Regions from separate parts of the Mus musculus genome. Here region 2 is linked to region 1. The links are chromatin contacts, called in public promoter capture Hi-C maps. All regions are on one chromosome and are shown on one strand. Each heading gives the region's core, a stretch centred on a gene start, on an enhancer-like site or on the middle of the called end of the contact. The rest is flanking DNA. Distances are from core to core; before and after follow the strand shown.

Region 1 (6,408 bases), core at 2,485-4,984:
TTCTCTGAAGAGCTAGCAGGGGCTTAGGCGATGGAGTGGTATAGGAGGAAGGGGTGCAGTCAGGTGGGGCTCCCACCCATCTCTGTGATGGGATAGATGGAGGACAGGAAGGGTACCTGGTTCTCCGACCTGCTCCCGCCAGGCTCCTGTGGAAGTTAGTTTCTCAGTGACCTGGCAGCTTGCCCTTGCCCCCCACAGACTTCAGCTTGGACCCCCCACATGCGTCTATCTAAAATGTCAAGGGCCCTCAGCCCTCACACTGGTCTCCCCGCCCCCCACCCCCATTCCCAAGGAAAGAGAGCCACTCACGTGCGTCGGAAAGCTGATCTGAGGTCCAGGTCTCCAGAACCAATGGCCTCTGTGTGCAAAGAGAATGTAGTGGTGGGGGTGACCTCAGGGAGTGGGAGCACAAGACTCCATCTTCTCAGCTTCTCCCAGGGTTCATATTTAGAGAGATGAGGCAGTTTCTCATCTCAGTCTCCACAGTGGGCTGCCTCCCACTCACCTCCCAGTTCACATTCAAACTGTGTGAGGCAGGGACACAGAAACAGCATCCCACCCTTGACTTGCTCCCACGATTCTCCTGAAAGCATGCATTTCGTTCACACCTCGGGTGACCGGCACTGGCTTCTGGCCACAGCTAGTCACCCTCTCTAGTTGGGAGATAGAGACAAGCCCAAGGGACCAGGACCCATGAAGACCACAAGACCAGACGAGACCCCAGGACTCCCTCACCATGGACAGTGAGGTTGAAGTTACAGCTGTCAAATTTGTCCTTGGTAGACACCTCACAGCGGTAGCCCCCAGCAGAAGTGGTCTGAGCATCTGTGATGTGCAACTCAAACAAGTAGACCTGTGAGCAGGAGGATGAAGGAAGGTTGGGACAGGAGAGGCCCTGCGTCCCTAAAGAGAAGGGGTGTGGCAAAGCCTGCCAAGCTCACTTCTCAGGGCTGACACATACAGAGCGCTTCTATAATTTAAAGAAAGCATCCACCTTTCAAGACCCATGATGGGGTGGGCAGTGGTGGTGCACATCTTTAATCCCAGCACTTCTGGGAGGCAGAGGCAGGCGGATTTCTGTGTTCAAGGCCAGCCTGGTCTATAGAGTGAGTTCCAGGACAGCCAGGGTTACACAGGGAAACCCTGTCTCAAAAAACAAAATAAAAAAAAAATAAAATAAAAGACCCATACGGGCTCTTGCCTGCACATGACCATGATAGAAGTCCAAGCAGATGGCAGGTGGCTCCACTTGGGAGCTGTTTTGTGCAGTGTGCAGCTGGTATGGCTGAACATTTCAGCTCTGCCCTGCTTCCCAGTCTCCCAGCCTCCCTATGCCTGTACTCCCTGGCTCCCCATGCCCCTGACCAGGCGTCCCACCTTGCTGGCTCTGTCATAGCTGTCATGCAGCTGCAGGTGCTGGCCCACTTTGCTGCTCAGGTCCACCCACTTGCCCTTGAACCACTTGACCACAGGCGGTTTCAGGAGGCTGGCCCCAGCCACTCGGGCTGAGAAGACAATGCTGCCGCCTGCAAGAGAAAGGTGACTTCTCCGACCTTGGTCCTCTGGGGCTTCCTTTCCCCTAACCCCGAGTATGAGCACAAAGTTCCCACTTACCCACGGTCACCTCACCATCCTGTGGTCGCATCAGAAAGAGGCCAATAGGGTCATCAGGGGCTCCCTGATGCTCTGCAGCTGAGCCATCCTGGGTTACCGAGACTGACCCTGAAAAGAAGGCTTTTGAGGTCTGTCCTGGGATATTCCCCATCCATTGGCCTGTCCCTCGTTGTCCAGCCCTCTTTACCTTCAGGACTTGAGACACTTTCTTCCAACTCAGTGGCTGGAGCAGGGACTTCTTTGGGGGCTCCTGGAGCAACTTCAGATTCTGCCTTCTCTGGAGGGGCTGAGGTGGGGTCATGGAACAGTTTCTAATTAGAGCCCTCCACTCGGATATCAGACCTATGTCCCACCTAAGATACATTCCACTTGTACAGCAGTATCCTAGGCTCTTTTAGCCACTGGCCTCACTCCAAGAAGAGGAGCCAACTTGCTTCTCGTCCTCCAGCACTCACGATCCACCTGTCCCATGTCCAGATTTCTGCTCTGAGCAGCATTGTGGTCCATCTGTTGTCCCTTTCCGAGCTTTGGCCTTGACCCAGCACCACCACCACCAAGCTCTTAGGATTTCCCCACTAACACATACAGCTAGCCAAGTCCTTATCTGGGTGACCAGGCTCTGGGTCTGCTATGGGAGTGGACCCTTCCTAGAACACCGCTCTCGGGTTCCCACCTCCACAGTGCAGAAAGAGCTGCAGCCACAACTAATGCTTAGAGAGATCTTGGAGCAGAAGAGCAGAACGGGCATTTCTGGCTTACAGCATTGCCAGTGCCCAGAGTCCATGCCCCGGACTCTGAGTTCAGGGCCCCGGGGCGAGGTCAGCAAGCTCTTACCTGGCTCTGTGACCTTGAGGTCAAACTTGACCTTTGAGGAGCCTGCAATGACCGCGTAGGAACCCTGGTCATCAGGGCTCGCATCCCGCACTGTCAGTGTGTGTCGCTTGCCCTCTGCTGCCAAACCATACTTGTCATTGGCGGTGATGTCGCTGCCATCCCGCTGCCACCGCACCTTCACGCCTGACCGCTCCGTCTCAGCCTCGAACACGGCAGCACTGCCAGCGGTCACCTCCGCTGACCTTGGCTTCTTGTTGAAGGCTGACACTGAAGAGCCAGATGGAACTTGCAGGAAGTAGGCTCCCTGGTACCCCACCCCCGACACCCTTCTTCAAGAAGACTGTGTAGTAAGCACACCCCAAGCTACTTGTTTAATGCTCCAACAGTTCTATGGGGTGGGTGCAGCCATATTTATGTCTCAGGTCAGGTGAGGTTAATGACAGATGAAAGAGTCCAGGCTGTTGTCCCCACCACCATATAAGACGTCCCTACCTTCCTGCTTGGGAACACCAGTGGTAGGCCCAGCCTCCCTTCCCATTGTGGAACCCTTGGCAAGGGCCCCAGCACTCTGCCTACTTGGGATATAGCTAAATTTGTCCTCTGAGGGCTTCAGACTAAGAATGAGCAATTGAGATAAGGCAGCAGGGGCCTGGGGGCTGGGGACTGGATCCCTGACCCCATGACCTCTGCAAGGGTGTTGGCCTGGTCCAGGTCTTTGGCTACAGTCTTTGTCCTTGGCTTGCCTGTTCTATTCCAGAGAAGAGAGGCACTGTCCCCCCACATCTGGAGCCAGGTCTCATGTGAATACCCTAGGGTTTCCAGCTCATGTGGCAGACACTCAGAGCTGGAAAGGGTCGCTACCCCCTCATCTCAGTACCCTTAGAAACTGAGCTCAGGGGCTCAGCTCCACTGGAGCCTAAATTGAGCTCCTTGAATTGAGGACCCTGGCTGAAGAAGAAAATACAGGTCCAGACAGAATGGGCTGTTGACCCTGGATTCTTCCTGACTTAGTGAAGTCATCTCTCAGTGGCCCTGACACCGAGTTTATCCTTGATCTCATTAGAGGGATGGGGAATGAAGCAGAGAATTAGACAAAGCCCAAAGAGGACCATCCTGTCCCTTCCTGGAACCCACAGGCCTCATCCTACACCGGTACCTAACCCTGCCCACAAGCCGTGTGCACCACTGACCCAAACCCTTACGTGGAGCTACCTGGTTTCTTCCCTGGCTCCGGCATCTTGAGAACAGTCACACCAGGCATCAAGCAGGCCACCCAAGGAGGGACTGAACAGTGTCCTGTGTTCTCACTATTTATGAGGACTGCCCCCTCCCCAGCCCTGCTTATCAGCCTCCTGCTAGCCACCTGCTAAATATAGACAAATTCCATCCAGCTGAGGTATCTTCATGGAGAAGATAGAGCCACTTGGTCCTCTGGCTTCTCCTCCCCACCCCCAGCAGGACTGGATAGCTTCCGCCCTTCCACTCCTCCATGGATCTCAGGGGTAGCCCCACCTTTGTCTGTGTATCCAGCCACCAGAAAATTACACTGTCGAGGTGCTCTTGGCCCGTGACACCCACAGCTAAAGATCGAGGGCACAGGTGCTGGGTGGGAGAGAGGGTATCCAGGGCTAGCTGCTGTTGTTCTTTTGGTCAGCAGAGCTTTGGCACACATTACTGCACCACAAGGGGCAGGGGCTGGCCTTGGACCACGGAATCCTGAGTGGGCTTGGCGGAGGGTTAGGCAGGGAGGGAATCTGCTGGGAGTTAGTCCCCCCCACCCCACCCCACACACACAAGGGACAAACTAGGCGAGCCTGCAGGCGAGGGCATGGGAGTGGATCTCTAAATGTCCTCCCAAGTAGAGGACAGGAGCAGAGCTAGCTCTTGCTAAAGTCACAAGGACTAACCAAAGATGAATGCAGAGCATTCCAAATCCCCCCAGCTGCCACCCCACTGCCACTGTTCTTGTTCTGTGACCCTCAGTTGGATCAGGCTCATCAGGTGTAACAGGGGAAAAAGTAAATGACGGGGATCTCCATTAAGGAATTCTAGACTAGAATAGATAGCTTATACCAGAAGGAGGGAGTTCACATATAAGCATTTTCCAGTCAATAGAAACCTAGCCGTGATTTCCACCCAATTTTAGTTACTTTAGAGTCATATCACCTGCTCCTAAGTCATGTGCATGAGTGTGTGTGTTGAAGCTATAACTAGCAATCCAGGTTGGTCTCAAACCAATGACAATCCTCCTGCCTCAACCTAAGTGCTGCTATTCTGGGTATGCACTGCTATGCTTATCTCCGAGTCGTCCAGAGAACTGGTCTGGGGCTGGAAGAGAAGGCTCAGTGATTAAAAGCACTTGTTCTTGCCGAGAACTCAGGTTCCGGTCCAAGCACCCACACAATACCTCACAACCATCTGTAACTCCAGCTCCAGGGGACCCAACACCCCTCTTCTAGACTGCAGGCACCAGGCACACACATGGCACACATACATATACGCAGGCAAAAAATTTGTTTAAATGTTTAAGGAACTGGTGTTTGAGAGCCAGAAGAAGAAGAAGAAGAAGAAGAAGGAGAAGAAGAAGAAGGAGGAGGAAGAGGAGGAGGAGGAGGAGGAAGAGGAGGAAGAGGAGAAGGAGGAGGAGGAGGAGGAGGAGGAGAAGGAGAAGGAGAAGGAGAAGGAGAAGAGGAAGAGGAAGAAGAAGAAGAAGAAGAAGAAGAAGAAGAAGAAGAAGAAGAAGAAGAAGAAGAAGAAGAAGAAGAAGAAGAAGAAGAAGAAGAAGAAGAAGAAGAACCAAGTTGGTAAAGGTGTCTGTTGCCTGGTGACCTGAGTTCCACCTCTGGGGTCCACTGGTGGCAGGAGAGAACTGACTCCTGCAAGTTGTCACTGACCTCCACATTTATGCTGTGGCAAGTGTGCACACTCTTACACACACACACACACACACACACACACACACACACACACATACACGATAAATGAATTAAAAAATACTTTTAAAAAACTGCTGCTCTCTTACTGAGCTGTCGTCAGCTCACATGCCATAGCCTTCTCTTGAGACTCGGCAGTCTGACTAGGGGACATCAGCGTGGGCTATGAGGGACCCACATAGCCAGGAGGTGTGCAGGGGTCTTTCCCCCTATAGTGTGACACCCTAGGGTTTGTGTTTCCTGAGGTGTGCAGACATTAGGAGATGTCCTCACTCCCTGTCTGCCACCACCTGCCTACATTCTGTCTACGTCACCTAAATGAAGCAAGATGTTTATAGATGTCCCTTGTCTGTGGCCCCTGGGAGTGCTTTGAAGGGAAGGCTGTGCTTGTGGAGTCTCCATTAAGAATGCTTTGTGGCCAGGCTAGAGAGACGGTACAGCCGGTAAAGTTGACAGATGCTATATGATCAGAAACACCTGTGCTTATTGCTGCGGCCACCACCACCACCACTCTTGGATGGTGTCTCACTCAGAAGATTGCTAAGGACTTTTCAGTATGATCCCTGAGCCCTGATAACAAGCCAAGACTTATCTCACTAGAAACAAGCGCTGTGTGTCCATGGTCCCCGTGTCCCTAGGGCCCAGCTTTGGAAACATGCTCTCTAGACAAATAAGAGATCGTGCACACGGGACGCCCCCTGGACCCGGCACACGCAAACTCTTGAATGAGACACTTCTCTGGGAGAATAGCTGTCAATAATTTTACTTGTCTTTAGTGACTAATGAGGGGGTGGGGAGGAAGAGCTTTTTAAAAAGCATTCAATATACAAAAAGGTGCCAGCGCCAGACTCCCAAGGAAGCACCGTGGCCACTAAGCCAGGCTGACCCTCGGTTGAGGTCCGAGGCCCAGGCGGCCCTTGGAGCGGGCTAGAGTCCTGGTGGGAGGCAAAGCGGGTGGGGCGGGCCAGGCCGGGCATGGGAGGGCGAGGCCGGGCCCCCAGTCCTGCCTCGGCCCTGGGAATGTCCT
Region 2 (6,408 bases), core at 1,894-4,393, 510 kb before region 1:
GGCAGACCTGAAGGAGAACTTCTGCCGCAATCCAGACAGCAGTACCACGGGACCCTGGTGCTACACCACAGATCCTACTGTGCGCAGAGAGGAATGCAGTGTCCCTGTCTGTGGTGAGCTGGGGCCAGGAAGCAGGTCATGGCCATGGCCAAGGGGTCTTCAGAAGGCTTGATAATATTGAGTGGGCATCACAATGCTGGCCACCTTCAGAGCAAGAGGAAGGAGTTACAAACTGAAGGGGCAGTTGGCCAGGACATTTGGGAGGCCTGGGTAGACTGCCTGTCACCTCCTTTTCTCCCTCCCAGTCTTGGGTCCCTCATGCTTCAGGCTGTGGCTCGTTTCAAACAACTTTTGTGTGTGTGTCCTGCCAAGGTGCTCTCCTCCAGGACATTCTCCTAGATCACTTCAGCCACATGTCTTTCCCAAACACCACAGAGTTAAGCATCTAAGGCTGTGTTCTGGTTGACTGTTGTGATCAATTCCCATGGTTACCTCCTTGTAGCCACAGTAATGCTGCAAAACAAACATCCATACCTGAAGGGCATGCCACAGCAAGGGTTTCTTTCTTACACCACTGAGGCGTGGCTCGAGGATGCTCTCAGCTGCACTCCCCAGCGTGCGTGTGTGTGTGTGTGTGTGTGTGTGTGTGTGTGTGTGTGTGTGTCTGGGATGGGGAGACAGTGGCCCAGCCAGGATTGCTGGGCCTGCATGGGTGGCTGTGCGATGAAGGGTGGATGCAGCTGAACCTGGTGATTGCTTGTTCTGCTTGTATCACGCTGGGGCTGAGCAGTTCCCTGAGGGAGTCCCTCCATTCCTCCATGACAGCAGAGGAATGTAGAACAGAAGTGCTCTTTGAAGGCCTGTGCTCAGAGCTGACAGTCAGTGTTGCTTGTGCTCCATTGGTAGAACGAGCCATCTGACCAAGGCCAAAGTCAAGAAGTGAAATATTGTCTGCTACAAAACCACAAGTAAAGGATATGAATATAAGCGATGAATTCATACCAGGGGCTGGAGATGTCGTTTAGTGGTAGAGAGTTTGGCTACAATGCACAGGGTCCTAGGTTCAACTCCCCCCGACCCCACATACCCTCCACAAGCAGGCCCATTCGGTATGATGCCAACTCATGGAGATGCTGAGGCAGGAAGAGCAAAAGTTCAAGGCCTGGGTTGAAGACTTGGCTCAGCAGTTGAGAGTATCTGCTTCCCTTGCAGAGGCAATAACTCAGGTCTTAGCATCCATGTCAGGTGGCTCACAGCTCCTTATAACTTCAACTCCAGGGGATCTAATGGTCTTTTGACAAGCATCTACACACACACCACAAATACACATATCTGTAGCATAAGAGACATGAATAAAAATGAAAACAAAATTTTTGTTTTAAAGTTCAAGGCCAGCCTCGGCAGCTTACTGAGAACGTGTCTCAAAATAAACAGAAAAAAGAGGCCCAGGGGCTGTAAGTTAATGGTAGAGAATGCCTGGTCCCTAGCTGCAGGTTCAGAGCCGGTTCTTTGTCAGCTATGCTCCACCTGAGACAGCCCTTAAAGCAAATCACCAGTGATCTGTAAAACAAAGCAAACAAGCAAACAAACAACACCCCCCCACACACACCAGCTGCTTAGCTAGACTGCCTCTGTCCGTGTTTGTGGGACGCTGAAACTGACCTGCAAGCTTGCACCCTGGTCCACACAGACCTTCCTAGCAGACCCGACAGCCTTTCTACTGTGTCCAATTAAAACTTGAGATCCGAGCCAGGTGGTGGCGGTGCACACCTTCAATCTCAGCACCTGCCAAGCTGAGGCAGGTGGAGCTCAGGGAGTCCCAGGACAGCCTGATCTACAGAGTGAGTTCTGGCACAGCCAATGCTACAGAGAAACCTTGTCTCGAAACCAACCAAACAAAAAGCGCCCCCCCCCCCAAAAAAAACAACTTTAAAAAAACAAAACCCTAAAAAGCAACAAAGTTTTACACAAATTGACTCCAGGCAGACCCTACCAACAGACTGAAGATAGTCTAAGCGCCCAAGGGGTCCTGCTGCTTGACTCACTCTGCACCAGATATTTCTGCTGTGTATATTTCATTCTTCCATCAACTATTAGGTAAGACTGGCACGCGCACTCTGTTTGAAGGGAGGTTGCTGAGGCTAGGAGTGCTTAGGCTGCCTGAAGTCACACGGGAGTGATCCACCAGGACAGGGATTCAAATCTCCCTCGGGTCTACGTGTAGTTCCCCCCAACTTTGCCTTCTGTATCCTTCTTCACCAGGCCAGGAGGGCCGTACCACTGTGGTGATGACTCCTCGCTCTGGAGGTTCCAAGGACAATCTGTCACCTCCACTGGGACAGTGCCTCACTGAGCGTGGCCGACTATACCAGGGGAATTTGGCTGTGACAACACTTGGGTCCCCCTGCCTGCCCTGGAACAGCTTACCAGCCAAGACCCTGAGCAAGTACCAAGACTTCGACCCCGAGGTGAAACTCGTGGAAAACTTCTGCCGCAACCCAGACTGGGATGAGGAGGGCGCATGGTGCTATGTTGCGGGGCAGCCTGGCGACTTTGAATACTGCAACCTCAACTACTGCGGTGAGCGGAGCTCATAGAGCAGGGCAGGGGCAAGGATTGAAAACAAGTGGGTTCATTACAGCCTTACAGAAACCTGGCTAGGGGTAGGTCCTATTCTTGTTTCATAGATGAGTAGACGGAGGCCCTGAGAAATTGTTGGCTGGCAGGTGTGCCTAGACTCTTAACCTCGGAGTCAAACGCCCTCCAATGCCCCTGGGGTCTTGGGAAGGTCTGAGGTCCCAGCCACTGCCGGGTCTCTACAGAGGAGGCGGTGGGAGAGGAGAACTATGATGTGGACGAGTCCATCGCGGGACGCACCACCGATGCGGAGTTCCACACCTTCTTCAATGAGAAGACCTTCGGCCTTGGGGAGGCAGGTGAGACACTCGCGTCTCAGTGGGACACGAGGCTGGAGGCCAGGATGGGCCCCTCACCGTCTGTCTTGCTCTGCAGACTGTGGCCTGCGGCCTTTGTTCGAGAAGAAGTCGTTGAAAGACACAACCGAAAAGGAGCTTCTTGACTCTTACATAGACGGGCGCATCGTGGAGGGCTGGGACGCTGAGAAGGGTATCGCCCCCTGGTGCGTCCTGGACTGATCTACAGGCCTGCCCCACCCACGGCCGCTGCAGGACCTGGCTCCACAGATGACGCTAGCACCCACTCTCTAATTTCCCCCAGAGCTACCTCAGCCAGCTTTGCCATGTCTGCCGAGTAATTGTCAGAGATGAGGCCAAGCGAGCTTACGTGACTCATCCTCAGGCACGCTGCATAGTCAGGACTGTATCCAATTCTGATCTAGAGCTGTGCTAAACTATACGGTCTACCCTGATAGAGCTCTGGTCTTCTACGGCAGCCAAATCAATCCGAGATTTGAGCCCTGGAGGCAACCCTGTCCCACTATCTGTCTTTCTTCCTTTTCTTCCTTCCTTCCTTCCTTTCTTCCTTCCTTCCTTCCTTCCTTTCTTTCTTTCTTTCTTTCTTTCTTTCTTTCTTTCTTTCTTTCTTTCATCTTTACTTTTGGGGCGAGGGGAGGTCTTATATAGCAGAGGCTTACTTCGAACTTCTGATGCTCCTGCTTCCACATCCCAAGTGCAAGGATTACAGGCTTGCGACACCATCCTAGCCCAGTACTCTTCATCTAAGAGCCTTTCCCATTTCCAAGGCTGTTAGGGGCTGGGCTCCAGCTCCTAATGCACTCTGCTTCCCGTTAGGCAGGTGATGCTTTTTCGGAAGAGTCCCCAAGAGCTGCTGTGTGGGGCCAGCCTTATCAGTGACCGATGGGTCCTCACTGCTGCCCACTGCATTCTGTACCCACCCTGGGACAAGAACTTCACTGAGAATGACCTCCTGGTGCGCATTGGCAAGCATTCCCGAACCAGGTATGAAGCAAATGCCTGCTGGTGATTGGCTGGGTTCTGAGTGCTCATCGGGGGCTCTGGAGGCTCTGGGGTACATGGGACCCACAAGTATGAGCTTTCAGCATCCTCACTGGGCAAGCCCGTATGGCCAGGCCCTGGCCCACTCCAGACAGGAGAACATGGTCCAGGTGGAAGTCTCTTTAAATTGTGACTATTGGAGCAGTACATGTAGCATGTGCCTATCTCTGTGGGCCCACATGACTCAGAAGACTGTGTGTGACCGTGCTCAGTTAGCTGAGGATCTCATGAGTGGTTCTTCTCTGTTGGGGTCTGCACAGATATGAGCGGAATGTTGAAAAGATCTCCATGCTGGAAAAGATCTACGTCCACCCCAGATATAACTGGCGGGAGAACCTAGACCGCGATATCGCTCTGCTCAAGCTAAAGAAACCTGTACCCTTCAGTGACTATATTCACCCCGTGTGTTTGCCAGACAAGCAGACAGTAACCAGGTCAGCACTAGGGTCTCAGTTGTGATTTGGCCTGGGCTCTGAACCTTGGGGCCTGACAATCATTTGCAGGGTTCAGTTCCATGGTATAAATGCAAAAGTCATTTTCTAGAAGGCTGTCAGGGACAATTCTCATCAGGTCCTTCTCTCTCCCTAAAGCTTGCTCCGGGCTGGTTATAAAGGGCGGGTGACAGGCTGGGGCAACCTTCGGGAGACATGGACAACCAACATCAATGAGATACAGCCCAGCGTCCTGCAGGTGGTGAACCTGCCCATTGTAGAGCGGCCAGTGTGCAAGGCCTCCACCCGGATTCGAATTACTGACAACATGTTCTGTGCTGGTAAGGCTTTCTGTCTTGGGCTAGGGAAACAGCTGGGATGGGGGTTAGCAGGCATGTGGTACAGGCACAAGCCCGGGCACTTACAAGTCAGAAGACCCCAGGTAAGTGGCTGAAGCTTTTCTGAAGGTAAAAAGAACATAAAAGTTTTCATGGTGTTGAGATCTGAGGTGTGTGTGTGTGTGTGTGTGTGTGTGTGTGTGTGAGAGAGAGAGAGAGAGAGAGAGAGAGAGAGAGAGAGAGAGAGAGAGAGAGAGCAAGTGAGAGAGCAAGTGAGAGAGAGAGAGAGAGAGAGTTTTGCCAGTGATCATTAATATCTGCTCAACGAATCTAGCCCAGCAGAAGTCCTGGGTACAGAAAGAACATTCATTTAGCCACTTAGCATACATTTCTTGAATGCCTATTGTGTCCTAGACAGCACTTGGAGGGGTACTCAGCAGGAACTCAAATAGGTGGTCCTGAGAAAGCTGCCTTCCTAGAGGGGGGCTATGCCAATAAACATATCTAGAATGCATGTCCTTGATAACAGCTCTGAGGAGAGAGCAGAGTGAGGGAGACTGTAAGGGACGAGTCAACTAAAGCCAGTGGTCAGAGGGGCTGGCATCGGCCTTTTCTCAAGCAGGTTAGGCAGAGATGGGAGGAAGAGGATGAGGAATCAGACACAGAGGGAGGGTCGAAACCCGGCTTTGGGAACAGATGTAGGTGCAGGGATGCTGAGGTGGGCAAACACTTGGTTGACCTGAGGAACAGCAGGGAGGCCTGTGGGCTTGAAGAGCAGTAAACTCAGTGATCCCACGGGGAATGAGGTGAGAGAAGAGGGCCAGGTGTAGTGGTAACATCTGTAACATCAGCACACAGGGAGTGGAGGCAGGAGCATCATGTGGAACTAGAGGCTCATCTGGGTTACCGTAGATCTCTCCGAAGGCAGAGGCAAGGGGGACTCTCTTAAGCTACAGGGCAGTCAGAACTCAAGGACCTTTGGAAGAACAGTCAGTGCTCTTAACCACTGAGCCATCTCACCAGCCCAAATCCCAACTTTATTATTACTGTGGTGTTGCAGATTAAATAGAGGGCCTTGAACTAGGCAACTGCTCTAACACTAAACTATATCTCAATCCCAACTAAGTCTTAAGATTTTGGATTTCAGGGTCCCTTTGTAGTTTAGTATGTTAATAATTAATTGTGATGAAGACTGTGATTGTATGGAGTTTATTTTTAGTAACTCATTATTTTGTAATTATTGTTTCATTTGTCATCTTATTTTCCCTGTGTTATGTTTGTTTTTAAAAGTTATGTATTTAGGAGAGTGTGCATCTTGCTCTAGTGTTTATCTTTCCTTTGGGCTTATGCTACTCAAGATGCCAATCCTTCCTTCCTACTTCCCTCCCTCCCTTTCTTCCTCCCTCCCTCCCTCCCTCTTTCCCTGTATTGTGTGGATTTTTTTTTAAAGACATGGTCTCGTGTAACCTAGGCTTGAATCTACTATGTCGTTGATAGCCTTTTTGGTTTTTTCGAGGCAGGGTTTCTCTGTGTAGCCCTGGCTGGCCTTGAACTCAGAAATCCGCCTGTCTCTGCCTCCCAAGTGCTGGGATTAAAGGCGTGCGCCACCACTGCCCGGCTTGTAGCTGATAACCTTGAACTTAT

What was found. Promoter capture Hi-C pulls out the DNA fragments that hold promoters and counts their contacts.
Region 2: a promoter capture Hi-C map of hippocampal neurons shows a contact between it and region 1, with 2.6 times the contacts expected there. The contact joins the enhancer-like site here to the promoter of Mybpc3 in region 1. A contact is called at or near these places in 7 of 39 promoter capture datasets (the C10 cell line, embryonic stem cells, hematopoietic stem and progenitor cells and 3 more), 2 of 484 Hi-C or Micro-C datasets (both in embryonic stem cells), 1 of 115 datasets of contacts at active chromatin or transcription factors (extraembryonic endoderm stem cells) and 1 of 9 other capture datasets (embryonic stem cells).

The regions. Positions count from the first base shown.
Region 1 is chr2:91,115,470-91,121,877 of GRCm38.p6, reverse strand. It overlaps Mybpc3 (myosin binding protein C, cardiac), which reads right to left and starts at 3,734. Exons shown (of 35, transcript NM_008653.2): 1 at 3,661-3,734; 2 at 2,449-2,715; 3 at 1,802-1,900; 4 at 1,615-1,722; 5 at 1,378-1,526; 6 at 736-853; 7 at 310-358; 8 at 117-146. The coding sequence starts at 3,709. Spi1 (spleen focus forming virus (SFFV) proviral integration oncogene) reads right to left here. Exons shown (of 5, transcript NM_011355.2): 5 at 6,119-6,408.
Region 2 is chr2:91,626,681-91,633,088 of GRCm38.p6, reverse strand. It overlaps F2 (coagulation factor II), which reads left to right. Exons shown (of 14, transcript NM_010168.3): 6 at 1-113; 7 at 2,263-2,580; 8 at 2,823-2,936; 9 at 3,013-3,139; 10 at 3,771-3,938; 11 at 4,256-4,429; 12 at 4,586-4,767. Among named protein-coding and RNA genes, the nearest start is that of F2, 6.6 kb to the left of the region's middle. Within about 2 kb of position 3,143, at least 23 of the 459 cell types and tissues checked have an H3K27ac peak or open chromatin away from gene starts, as enhancers often do. A contact at or near this core is called in hippocampal neurons, where this site is marked.